Regions from separate parts of the Triticum aestivum genome. Here region 1 is linked to region 2. A link is a contact called in public Hi-C data. All regions are on one chromosome and are shown on one strand. Each heading gives the region's core, a stretch centred on a gene start, on an enhancer-like site or on the middle of the called end of the contact. The rest is flanking DNA. Distances are from core to core; before and after follow the strand shown. Region 1 holds the start of LOC123152403. Region 2 has its middle 50 kb from the start of LOC123153531.

Region 1 (6,700 bases), core at 529-3,028, 160 kb before region 2:
AATAGAAGTGCACCGGTATCGATGGAGTTTTGAAACCATCACTGTTCTGTTTGTTCTCCACATGGCATTTTCAAGATGGAACAATTATTTACATTTCTGATCGAGACCGAAAACAAATGTAGGCACCCAAACCGATCATATTCCTTGGATGATCATTGATCATCATCCCACCAGGGAGGCTTACATAATCACTACTAGTATTTGCAACCATGGGCGCAAGTTCTTTCAAGACCACTGTAAATATGTTCATCTAGTGAAAGAGAGAAAAGAATCCATTTCTCTCAACCAAAGTGCAAAAAATTCTCACAAAAACAAGATAAAGATCACAAGAACAGCTCTGGCTAACTAACTAAGCCAGAAAGGAGGCGCACATTTCACCAACTAAATCCATCCTCGGCGCCCCCAGCGGCTGCTGCAGCAGGTCAGGAGCCATCATCCCCTGGAACACGTCCTCCTCCAAGAAGCTCAGGAAGCCCCCGGGGTTGAGATCCATCCACAGCTCGCTGAAGTCGAGGTCGCCGCCGCCGTAGCCCAACCCTCCTTCCTCCACCTTCACCACCTCGCACTTGATCTTCTTCCTCCTCTTGTTCTCCTGCTGCGCCACGAAATCGTCCGCCAGCGCCGGCGCTGGTGCCAGCCTCTTCTTCTGCGGCTGCGGCTTCTCCTCTACGGGCGACGGCGGCGTGGTCGCCACGCCCACCGTCACTGCCGCGCGGTCGTTCGCCGTGACGTCGGCCGGCTGGTGGTGCTGCCTCCCGGTGAGGCGCTGCACGAGGTCCCGGAAGTTGTCGACGTCGGTCTTGATGATCTCCGGCGCGATGATGTGGATGATCCTTATCGCCGGCCGCGTTGTGGTGGCCCTGGGCGCCGTCGCGTGGCGGGAGAGGCCCCTGCGCTGCTGCACCGGCGGCGTCGACGGGCTCATGCCGCCCCCGCTGCTGCTGCTGTGGTCGTACGCGTGCTCCCCCATTAGAGATGCAGAGGCCGGGGTGTAGAGCTCGGGGGAGTAGAGCCGGAGAGCCTTCTGTTTTCCGTGAGAGAGAGAGGAGAGCCTTCTGTTTTCTCGAGAGAGGGCGAGCTTGCTAGGAATGATCGATGAGGAGATGAGAAGGGCGAGGAGGAGGCGTGGAGGTATATATGGCTGGAGGAAGGGGGTGGCTTGTTGCAAAGGTTGCCGATGGTGATGGCGACGGTGAGGAGGAAGACGAAACCAATCTCCAAAGGCTGGCTTGAAATTTGAAGGATATGATGTCACCGGCGGGAGGGGAGAATGTGTAGTTTAAATCGGGTGTCGGCCGCCTAGCCTTGTACTGGCATGTATCTCATCGTCTGCCCATCGATCGCCGTGTGGATTTCTCTTGGGTTGTTGTGTGGGTGATTGTATTGTCTTGCAACTTTGCGACGTACGCATGCTACTAGCTCATTTTTTTTATCTCGTCGATTTTTTTTAGAGTACAAACAAAAACCTAGGCTGCTATGATCCACTATGTTTCTAATACTAGGCGGCTATGACAATCTCTTTCCTCCAGACTTCTTTTGAAATGTGTTTTATTTGCTCGGAGTTCCCGTTTGATACCCGATAAAGCAAATCTAGGTTTTCGCTTTCCTTGCGATGGGTCTGGACGAGGGGGAACATGTTAATTATACGCCGCAGGTTTCACCGATGAGCTTGTGGATTCACAAACCCTTCGCCTGCCGCTCCGACGGCCGGTGGCGGGGAAGAGAATCCAGGTGCCTTCTCTTCGGTTAGTACTTTAGATTAGAGATTTTTATTCCTTGCAGGTGCGGCACACAGGCGGGTGACGGCGTTTCTTTTTCTTAAAAAACCCCATATATTAACCAACTTAAAATGCTCGTACAATCGCTCATTGCAGCATACGCCATGCAGGGCGGAACACTATTAAAATGAAAGTTGTCCGACCTATTATCGAAACTAAACTTAGCAATCGAAACTAAACTTAGCAATCTTATGGGCCGCCATATTTGCCTGCCAATTGATCTTCAAGATCTTGAGGTTTCTTGTGAGCTTCTCAATGCCAAGCACTTCTCTTTTAAGATCAACAAGTGGGAACTTGTCTAGAATTTCATCCGCAAGATAGGAAACCGCAGATGAGCTATCAGATTCTAAAATAATTGGCTTATTGAAGCTGATACCGATATAGATACCCGCAAGGCACGCACGAAACTTCACTTCATCAACACAAGTGCACGACCCAATAAAATCCCAAGAGTTAGTCTTCCGGGCTACGATCCTCCTTGACATCGTTCGTCCTGACATAGTTGACGGAGCTTCGGCGTAGATGTCTGTTGTCTCCATGGAGAGTGAGGTTAGAGTTTCTCGTCACGTGGCAAGATTTGGCGTCAGATACTTCAGATCTATACAAGGGTTCAACGGCGTTGGTCCTTAGGGGCGCGTGCACAAAAATTTCTCGGCTGTCATCAACATGGTCAAGCTGTCTCCGGTAGAGGAGTGAGGAGCAGCGACAGCGGCGCGTCGACGGCTCATTCTGGCGGCAGTAGTGGTCGTTCAATGCTCTTAAAATCTCGATATAATTAATATTTTATTATGTTTGAGATACTACTGGACTTCCGGTGGACTTTTATAGATATGATCTTGTGGAAGAGAAAGATGTTCCACTATGTTTGTCTTGCTTGACTGCGTGGTGGTTAGCGCGCGCACACATACATACATCTTTTGGAAATAAAGCTGACCCCGCGGGCAGTTGGTAAGTAAACGCGGGATCGGAGGCGCTGAAAAGAGAAGGAGCTAGCGTGCAGGTTGGTTGACCCATGGCCATGGGTGGACGACGCACACAGAGAGTAGAGTAGAGTAGATAGATAGATATCGATAGGTATTGCTGTATATTATCAGACGCCGCGCTCCCAGCTCTGTACACACCGAGGATATCACAGTTTGGCTAAGATGACATTGGCAAATGTTACTTACTACTACTAGCTACAATGTCACGGGCCCATGCGAAAAGGAGGTGCCGCGGGGATTTTCCACGGAAACGAGTTAGCGTGCGGGCATGCGTGCGTCCCAGTGCGCGCGCTCGTGTCAGCTGGTTGGTTTTCGCCGTCGGCGTCTCATCAGTATGCCACAGCGATCGCGCACGAAACGTACGCGCGCGCGCTCGCGGAAGGGTCGCCGCCCGGACCTGGCACCGGCAAGACGGACTCCGCGCGCGCGCGCGCGCGGCGACTCTTCTCGAACGTCAGGTGAGGTGGGCGTGCGAGCGAGCCTTCTTTTTATTTGCTGCTGTTGCTCGGGCGGCCCGGGACAGACGGCGACGGCTGCAAATGGCGCGGCCGGGTGCCGGCCGACCCGCGTCACGCACCTGTACGGCTGTTCCACCACCAGCACCAGCCCGGACCGGTGACGTGACGGGGCCGGCGGCCGCGCCGGCCGGATCGCCGAGATCGTACGTGAGACGGCCGGCCGGCCGGCTCGATACTACTCCAACGTATATTACTACCGTACCTTTGCTTGGTCACGTAATTAATTGGGGACAGAAACAGTGCGGTGGCGGCACTGTGCGTGCGTGCCTGCGTGGTGACCGGTCCGGGGCCCCGACCGTCTCCTTTCCTTTCCAGGTCGTGTCGCCACGAGTTGAAACCAAACGTGTGGGATCGTCCGCTTCGGCGTCGTTGCCTCCACCGTCGCCATCCTTTCGGTCCCCGTCTCGTTTTTTTAGCTAGCACAAGCTCGAGAGGCCTGGCTATTTGTGTACAGGGAAGCCGGCTGGATGGGTCGGATCATGATCATGCATGGCATGATCGATGGATGGATCCACCATCCAATCCAGGGACGGGACGACGGCCTGCTGCGAACCTTCTCATCTCCCGCATTTAAACTCTCGGGGGTTGGTTTGTATCCACGACGTTTCCGATCGAGCAACTTGGTGTTAATGAATGATTGACAAAAAACTACCACTTTATGGACTACCGTCCCACAGAAATACCACTTTTTAAAAACTGATCGAAAACTAGTATTTTTTTAATTTTGTGACTAAAAAGTACCCTTTTTGGAAAATGACCAGTTTAGACGATTTAAACAGGTTTATGACATGCATGACCTATCCGTCATAGTCGACGTGGCTACAAAGTCAACTCCGTTTATTTTAACTATTAAGTTGACTGTTATTACAGGTGGGGCCTGCATGTCAGTCTAACAAATATGCTTATTTTTCCCCCTAAATCCACAATCTCAATCAAGAAAAAAAGAAGTCCACCTGCTGTCACGTACCTCTGCTCTCGAGCCCGCACCGTCGCTCGATACGGCCGGCGAGGCAGCCACTGGCCGCCGGAGCCGCAGGATTCGAAGAGCGCCTGCCCCTCCATCTTCCCGGTGAGGCAGCCGCCAGCGCCGCGGGGCCGAAGAGCACCCGCCCCTCCATCTCCTGGCGAGGAACCCGCCGTCGCTGCCAGATCCGGCGAGGTTTTGGATGCTGCTGCCGCCCCTACCTCCTTCTCGAACTCCTCGAGCATGTCTCTCGCTAGGGTGCTGGTGGGGGCAGGGTCGAGGTCGTCCTCGGCGTCGGCCCAGATGGCGTTGTCAGCCTTGGCGGGGAACCGCAGCGCACACTTGGACCCGGTCGCAGCGAAGTTCCCCCGGCGCTGCCCCAGGAGCGCCTTGACTTGCAGCTCCTTCCCCATGGGACACACACTGCACTGGAGTAAAGTTAATTCTGTGTAGATCACGACCGCGAGCGCCGGCAATGGAGGGCCGTGCAGGTGGCTCGCAGGTGCATAAGAGGTGTTCGAGGAAATGCTAGAGAGAGAGGATGAAGAAGGAGGAGGTTGATGCTGACATGTGGACCCCATCTATAATAACGGTCAAAATAATGGTTAAAATAAATGGAGTTGACTTTGCAGCCACGTCAGCTCTGACGGGTGGGTCCTGCATATGTCATAAACCTGTTTAAATCATCTAAACTGGCCATTTTTTGAAAGTGATAGTTTTTAGTCACAAAATTAGAAAATTTTGGTAGTTTTCGGTCAGTTTTAAAAAAATTGTTGTTATGTGGGACGGTAACCCCTAAAGTGGTAGTTTTTTTGTCAATCACTCGGTGTTAATCTTGTGATCTGTTCTAAGAGCAACTCTAGCAGAATTCGCAAAAGCCGCAAAATTCCGGTGAGTATACGGGCTCGACCCAATTTTCCGGTCAGAACAGAGCCCGTATACTCGCCCGGCCCGTAAAAATATTTACCGCGGCCCGCAAACCGCCCGCCCCGACTAGTATATCTACGGGTTCGCGGCGCATTTGCGGGTCAAAACCCTATCCCCCCACCGCCCCCGAGCTCCTCAATTCCCCACTCACCTCCTCTCATTTCTCGCCGCCGGCGAGCCCCTTCTGCCTCCAGCCGCCATGTGGGGCCGCATGTGGAGCCCCGGATGCGGCTCCGAGAGGAGATCCGGCGGTGGCAGTGACCCCGAGCATGAGCGGCGCGTCCGGTCGGACGGCGCGAGGAAGCGCGGGGCGAGGAAGTGGACCAACCACGACCTCTCGCCGCCACCATTGCCGAGCGGAGCTTGCGCGAGGAGGTGGAGCACCGGCGCCACCACGAGGAGCTCGAAGACCTCGTGTTCCAGAAGGCGGTCGCAGCCAACATCACTGCCAAGGAGAAGGACGATGAGTGGCGGTGCATCCGCGAGGAGTAGAAGGAGACATACATCGACCTCGGCAGCTCCGGCGAGGAGGATTGAGCTCCTCCACGGTGTCGTCCATGGCCGCGAGCTCGCCGCCGTGAGATCCCCATTGTCGGTGTCAAAAATGTCAGATCTCAGGTAGGGGGTCCCGAACTGTGCGTCTGAGGATCGATGGTAAAAAGGGACAAGTGGGAAACAATGTTTACCCAGGTTCATGCCCTCTTAATGGAGGTAAAATCCTACGTCCCGCTTGATTGTATTTGATGAGTATAGGGGTTACAAGAGTTGATCTACCTCGAGATCGTAATGGATAAACCCCAGCAGTCTAGCCTATGAGAATTCTGATAGCCTCGACGGACTAAATCCTTCGGTTTATATACACACCGAAGGGGCCTAGGGTTATACAAAGTCGGTTTGTGGGGGAAGGAAATAACATATCCGAATATCAATCTTGCCGTCCACGCATACAGGAGTCCTACCCGGACACGGGGGGAAAGTCTTCTACTTGTATCTTCACGGCCCATCAGTCCGACCCATATTGAATAGCCCGGACACCTGAGGACCCCCTAATCCAGGACTCCCTCAGTAGCCCCCCGAATAGGCCTTCAAATGTCGATGCAGTATCTGGCTTATGTCTTCGGCTGTTGCAAGGTTGGTTCTTCATCATACCTTGGACGGATAACAATCCGGCCCTGACTTCCATGTTCTGCCTTTATGACTCCTTCCCTGTCGTCGCCTCGATTTCCACCCGCTGGTCGAATGCAAACGATCCATAATAATTTTTACCAAAAAGAAAACCCCTGGCCACATAGGGACGACGCCTATATAAAGAGGTTAGATCTCCAAGTGCCATCGACATCGTGTAGAGAACACCAGGACTAGAAACGAAAAACTTCAAAACATGGCCAGCGCCCCAGGCTCTTCTTCGCGCCCCATGGCCCTCAAGAGGGTGATTGGCAGAGCTGTTCAGGGTCTCATCTTCAGTCGAGTCGACTCCAAATGCAGGGATATCTTCCCCTTGTAGATCTAGTCTCTGTACGAGCGGGATCG
Region 2 (7,214 bases), core at 502-3,001:
TAGAGAGTATGGCGCCCGTCTTGCCTGAACGACCCCCTCCCCCACCCTTCACGTTTGCCTACTGGGCTGGTCCATTTTTCGTGTTTTTTAGGGTTTTTTTTGTTTTATTTGTTTCTCCACCGGGTTTCTTCTTTTCTTTCTGGGTTTTCATTTTTTTTCTTTTTTTGTACTGATTTCTTTGTTTCTTTCTTGGTTTTCATCGGCTTTTTTTCTTTCTTTGGTTTTCTTTTTTGTTTTTCTATCAGTTTTCATTAGTTTTCCTTTTTAACAGATGTCTAATTATTTTACTACACAAAATACTTTTTTAGCGTACACGTGAAACATATTTTTGATACATGTTTTACATTCTTCAAATACATCATGTACATTTTCTTAATATATTGTGTTGAAAACATTTACGAATACATGCTCAATATTTTTCTAATACACATTGAGTTTTTAATGGAAATAAACATTTTTTAAACAACACAATTTTTTCTGTTAGCATTGTATAAACATTTTTAGAAATTTCATGGCCATTTTTAGGAAGCACGTGAATATTTCTTTAAAGTTCATGTACATATTTTTACTGCAAATAAGCCTTTTTTATCCTACGCAAACTGTTTATTGCCTTGTATAAGCATTTTTTGTGTAGACGTTGAACACCTTTTCAAATACATGACTAATATTTTTGATGTCAAATTTTTTCAATACACATTCTAAATTTTCCATATACACCAGTAAAAGTATTTATATAAACATTTAACATTTGTGCATATACATCATTAACATTTATAAAAACTTCTATTTCTTTATGACTATTTTTCCATACATATTTTACGTATTTTGTATACATCAGGAATATTTTTATGTACACATTGAAAATATTTCAAATACAAGATTAATATTTTTAAAACATATATTTTTTGATGTCTACCTTTCTCCATACACATTGTACATTTTTTGTATACATATGAAACAATTTTATATACACGATTGGCATTTTCAAATACATGATTAATTTTTTTCAAGATTTATGTTTTGATGTCTATTTTTTTCATACACATTGTACAATTTTCTTAGAGATCACAAACATTTTTCTACACACGCTTAACATTCTCCAAATTAAATGCCAAAGTTATTTCCATTATAGATATTTTTAGGATAGTTAGAAAATAAGAAAGATAAAAACATTATAGCAAAAAATGAAAGCAAAAATGTGAAAAGTATATATATGAAAAAGAGCGTTGAAGGCCTGTGGTCCGCACTGGCCGACCCATTCTGGTGGTTGCTTGAGGCGAGCTGTGTTACTGTCTCGAGTCAAGGAAGACCGGAGGTATTATGGGCGTGTTTGGTTCAAGTCCTGGCCACCGTGCCTGGTAAAAAGTAAAGCCTGGTGTTGGCCTGGGAAAGAGAGAAAAATTGCCTGGCCAGGCACGCCTGTGCATGTGATGTTTGGTTGGAACACTGGCCTGGGACAAATAGTTAAGCATTAAAAAAACAGGTGGCAGCTTGATTGGACAGGTCATACAGCATGCATGTACTTGAGTAGCTGAAAATTGTGCATGCCTGGAAGCCAGGCGTCCGACTCCGTCGGCCTGGGCCAGGCTAAACAAGCTGCCTGTGAACTGGCCAGGCTAAACAAGCTGCCTGTGACCTCCAGGCCAGGGACGCCTCTGAGATTTCAGGTTGGCAACCAAACAATGTCCAGGCAGGTCTCAGGCCAGGTGAATATGTCCCAGGACTGCATCCAAACACGCCCTATATCTTGCTTGTAGCGAGGGATAGTACCGTCTGGCCTAAAACTTTGGTTCGCCCTGTTGTAGCTGGGCCGGCCCGTTTGTTTTTATTATCGGTAATTTTTTGTTTTTGCCGCTCTAACTTTTGCCTATTTTCCTTATGCCACTCTAGCTTTTGACATTTCACTTCTGCCACTCTTAGCTTTTGGCAATTATCACAATTGCCAGGAATGTCAATTGTGATACATTGTCAAAAGTTAAGAGTGGCAAAACTGAACAAAATTATTTTGCTTTTGCCACGGAATGACCATTGTGATAATTGTCAAAAGCTAAGAGTAGCAAAACTGAAACAAAATTATTTGCTTTTGCCACAGAATGGCAATTGTTATAATTGTCAAAAGATAAGACTCACAAATGTGAAATGTCTAAAATCTAGAGTGGCATAAGAAAAATTGGCAAAAACAAGAGTGGCAAAAACAAATTTCCCTCCTTTTTCTAACGCACGCTGGCATTGTATTGGACGCTGCACATGACCGTTTTTGGCCCCTTTTTTCCTCTGATGATGAGAAAGTTTGGTCCATTTTTTGTTTTTTATGTTTCCTTTTGTTTCTATTTGTTTCTTCGTTGGTTTTTTAGTTTCACCTTCTTTGTTATTTCTCTGATTTTTCTTCTTTTTCATTCGGTTTTCACTGTTTGTTTTCTTATTTTATTGGTTTTCATTGTTTTTATTTTTAGTTTCTTTTCTTCCTTCAATTTTTATATATTTCTCTCTTGGTTTCATAGGGCTTCTTCATCTTTTTGTTTCTTTCTCAGATTTTCTGTTCCATTCTTTTTCTTTGGGCATCTCTGGTTTTCATTGTTTGGGGTTTCTTTGGTTTTCCTATTGCATTTCTTGGTTTCATTTGCTTTTGTAAATTTTCTGTGGTTTCCACGCATGTCAACTTCTTCAGTACACATTCAATATTTTTGTATATATCAGAAACCTTTTTTATATACACATTTAATATATATTTTTAAAATACATGGTTATTTTTTGGAACACTTATAATTTTCATGTCTATTTTTTCTATACACTTTGTACATTTTTGGTATATATCTAATACATATTTGTAATACCGGTTTAACATTTTCCATATATAAGATTAAAATTTTACAAAGACATGTCAACAACTTTTTTGTACATGTTTAACATTTTTTTAAATGACTGATTAATATTTTGGAAATACATGATTAACATTTTTTTAATACGCGTGACCATTTTTTAGACACATTTAACATTCTTAAAATGCTTGATTATAATTTCTAAATACAAGGTTACCATTTTTTAATACGTGTTCAACATTTTTCTATACACAGTTAACATTTTTCAAATTCTTGATTAAATTTTTTGAATACAAGATTAACATTTTATAAAATGCTTTGATTAACATATTTTAGTAAATAATCAACTTTTTCACACATACTGTATTTTTTTGTATACATTTTTCATATACTCCCTCCGTTTCAAAATATAAGCCATTTTAGATATTTCAATAAGGACTACATACAGATGTATATAAACATATTTTAGAGTATAGATTCACCCATTTTCCTTCGTATGTAGTCCATATTGAAATCTCTAAAATGACTTATTGTAACATCCCAAAATTCTATATTTGGGAATGTTATATTAAATAAATAAATATGATTTTTTGTTTGATTGTTGTGTGATGGATTGTATGAAATTATTTTATTTTCACGAGAATTAAAACATTTTGAGTTCTTGTTTAAAATGTTTCTAATCATGTTATAAAAGTTGGGTAACATTTTGTCCAATAAATAAAACTATGGCTGAGGAAGTTTATTCAAGAAAATCAAAGGGCTTTAATTTTTGTTTGACTCTTTTTTGAAATATTGGAAACCACAATCACATTTTTGGAGTGAGAATAAGATGACTTTCTCAAATGTGGTGGATGAATATTTCATATGGAGTTTGTTTGGATTTTGGAGTTCCAATTGAAATATGATATTATTTGGAGTTTTACTGTCGTTTAAATATTTCCAAATCAATCAAATCAAATTTAATGAGAGGAGATTGAAGGAAATATGCCCTAGAGGCACTAATAAAGTTATTATTTATTTCCTTATATCATGATAAAAGTTTATTATTCATGCTAGAATTGTATTAACCGGGAACATAATACATGTGTGAATACATAGACAAACAGAGTGTCACTAGTATGCCTCTACTAGACTAGCTTGTTAATCAAAGATGGTTATTTTTCCTATCCATGGACAAAGAGTTGTCATCTGATTAACAGGATCACATCATTAGTTGAATGATCTGATTGACATGACCCATCCCATTAGCTTAGCACCCGATCGTTTAGTATGTTGCTATTGCTTTCTTCATGACTTATACATGTTCCTATGACTATGAGATTATGCAACTCCCGTTTGCCAGAGGAACACTTTGTGTGCTACCAAACGTCACAACGTAACTGGGTGATTATAAAGGAGCTCTACAGGTGTCTCCAAAGGTACATGTTGGGTTGGCGTATTTCGAGATTAGGATTTGTCACTCCAATTGTCGGAGAGGTATCTCTGGGCCCTCTCGGTAATGCACATCACTTAAGCCTTGCAAGCATTGCAACTAATGAGTTAGTTGTGGGATGATGTATTACAGAACGAGTAAAGAGACTTGCCGGTAACGAGATTGAACTAGGTATGGGATACCGACGATTGAATCTCGGGCAAGTAACATACCGATGACAAAGGGAACAACGTATGTTGTTATGCGGTCTGACCGATAAAAGATCTTCGTAGAATATGTAGGAGCCAATATGAGCATCCAGGTTCCGCTATTGTTTATTGACCGAATACGTGTCTCGGTCATGTCTACATTGTTCTCGAACCCGTAGGGTCCGCAGCCTTAAGGTTACGATGACAGTTGTGTTATGAGTTTATGCATTTTGATGTACCGAAGGTTGTTCGGAGTCCCGGATGTGATCACGGACATGACGAGGAGTCTCGAAATGGTCGAGACATAAAGATTGATATATTGGAAGCCTATTTTTGGATATCGGAAGTGTTCCGGGTGAAATCGGGATTTTACCGGAGTACCGGGAGGTTACCGGAACCCCCCGGGAGCTATATGGGCCTAAGTGGGCCTTAGTGGAAAAGAGAAGGAGCAGCCCAAGATGGGCCGCGCGCCCCACCCCTCCCTTGGTCCGAATAGGACAAGGAGAGGGGGCCGGCCCCCCTCTCTCTTTCCCCCCTCCACGAATCCTATTCCAACTAGGATTGGGGGGGGATCCTACTCCCAGAGGGAGTAGGACTCCTCCTGGCGCACCTCTCCTATGCCGGCCGCACCCCCCCTTGAGCCTTTATATACGGAGGCAGGGGCACCCCAGAGAAACACAAGTTGATCCACGTGATCATATTCTTAGCCGTGTGCGGTGCCCCCTTCCACCATAGTCCTCGATAATATTGTAGCGGTGCTTAGGCGAAGCCCTGCTGCAGTAGTACATCAAGATCGTCACCACGCCGTCGTGCTGACAGAACTCTTCCCCGACACTTTGCTGGATCGGAGTCCGGGGATCGTCATCGAGCTGAACGTGTGCTAGAACTCGGAGGTGCCGTAGTTTCGGTGCTTGATCGGTCAGGCCGTGAAGACGTACGACTACATCAACCAAACGCTTCCGTTGTTGATCTACAAGGGTACGTAGATCATACTCTCCCCTCTCGTTGCTATGCATCACTATGATCTTGCGTGAGCGTAGGAATTTTTTTGAAATTACTACGAAACCCTACAGTGGCATCCGAGCCAGGTTTTATATGTTGATGATATATGCACGAGTAGAACACAAGTGACTTGTGGGCGATATAAGTCATACTGCTTACCAGCATGTCATACTTTGGTTCGGCGGTATTGTTGGACGAAGCGGCCCGGACCGACATTACGCGTACGCTTACGCGAGACCGGTTCTCCCGACGTGCTTTGCACATAGGTGGCTTGCGGGTGACAGTTTCTCCAGCTTTAGTTGAACTGAGTGTGGCGACGCCCGGTCCTTGCGAAGGTTAAAACAGCACCAACTAGACAAACTATCGTTGTGGTTTTGATGCGTAGGTAAGATTGGTTCTTGCTTAAGCCCGTAGCAGCCAAATAAAACATGCAACAACAAAGTAGAGGACGTCTAACTTGTTTTTGCAGGGCATGTTGTGATGTGATATGGTCAAGACATGATGCTACGATAGAGATCAAGGTGTCGCGCCGGTGACGATGGTGATCATGACGGTGCTTCGGAGATGGAGATCACAAGCACAAGATGATGATGGCCATATCATATCACTTATATTGATTGCATGTGATGTTTATCTTTTATGCATCTTATCTTGCTTTGATTGACGGTAGCATTATAAGATGATCTCTCACTAAATTATCAAGAAGTGTTCTCCCTGAGTATGCATTGTTGCGAAAGTTCTTCGTGCTGAGACACCACGTGATGATCGGGTGTGATAGGCTCTATGTTCAAATACAACGGGTGCAAAACAGTTGCACACGCGGAATACTCAGGTTATACTTGACGAGCCAAGCATATACAGACATGGCCTCGAAACACGGAGACCGAAAGGTCGTGCGTGAATCATATAGTAGATATGATCAACATAGTGATGTTCACCAATGAAACTACTTCATCTCACGTGATGATCGGACTTGGTTTAGTTGATTTGGATCACGTAAACACTTAGAGGATTAGAGGGATATCTATCTAAGTGGGAGTTCTTTAAGTAATATGATTAATTGAACCTAAATTTATCATGAACTTAGTACCTGATAGTATCTTGCTTGTTTATGTATGATTGTAGATAAATGGCCCGTGCTGTTGTTCCGTTGAATTTTAATGCGTTCCTTGAGAAAGCAAAGTTGAAAGATGATGGTAGCAATTACACGGACTGGATCCGTAACTTGAGGATTATCCTCATTGCTGCACAGAAGAATTACGTCCTGGAAGCACCGCTGGGTGCCAGGCCTGCTGCTGGAGCAACACCAGATGTTGTGAACATCTGGCAGAGCAAAGCTGATGACTACTCGATAGTTCAGTGTGCCATGCTTTACGGCTTAGAACCGGGACTTCAACGACGTTTTGAACGTCATGGAGCATATGAGATGTTCCAGGAGTTGAAGTTAATATTTCAAGCAAATGCCCGGATTGAGAGATATGAAGTCTCCAATAAGTTCTATAGCTGCAAGATGGAGGAGAACAGTTCTGTCAGTGAGCATATACTCAAAATGTCTGGGTATAATGATCACTTGATTCAAATGGGAGTTAATCTTCCAGATGATTGCGTCATTGACAGAATTCTCCAATCACTACCCCCAAGCTACAAGAGCTTCATGATGAACTATAATATGCAAGGGATGAATAAGACTATTCCCGAGCTCTTCGCAATGCTAAAAGCTGCGGAGGTAGAAATCAAAAAGGAGCATCAAGTGTTGATGGTCAACAAGACCAC

The links. Hi-C and Micro-C count contacts between places; a contact is called where the count stands out from the background.
Region 1: a Hi-C map of leaf shows a contact between it and region 2, with 5 times the contacts expected there. The contact joins the promoter of LOC123152403 here to the enhancer-like site in region 2. A contact is called at or near these places in 3 of 5 Hi-C or Micro-C datasets (leaf and an unstated tissue).

Annotation. Positions count from the first base shown.
Region 1 is chr7A:585,239,944-585,246,643 of IWGSC CS RefSeq v2.1, reverse strand. LOC123152403 reads right to left here and starts at 1,778. Exons shown (of 1, transcript XM_044571964.1): 1 at 120-1,778. The coding sequence starts at 970. The coding sequence ends at 350.
Region 2 is chr7A:585,084,313-585,091,526 of IWGSC CS RefSeq v2.1, reverse strand. No RefSeq gene overlaps it. Among protein-coding and RNA genes, the nearest start is that of LOC123153531, 50 kb to the right of the region's middle. Within about 2 kb of position 1,751, at least 2 of the 8 cell types and tissues checked have an H3K27ac peak or open chromatin away from gene starts, as enhancers often do.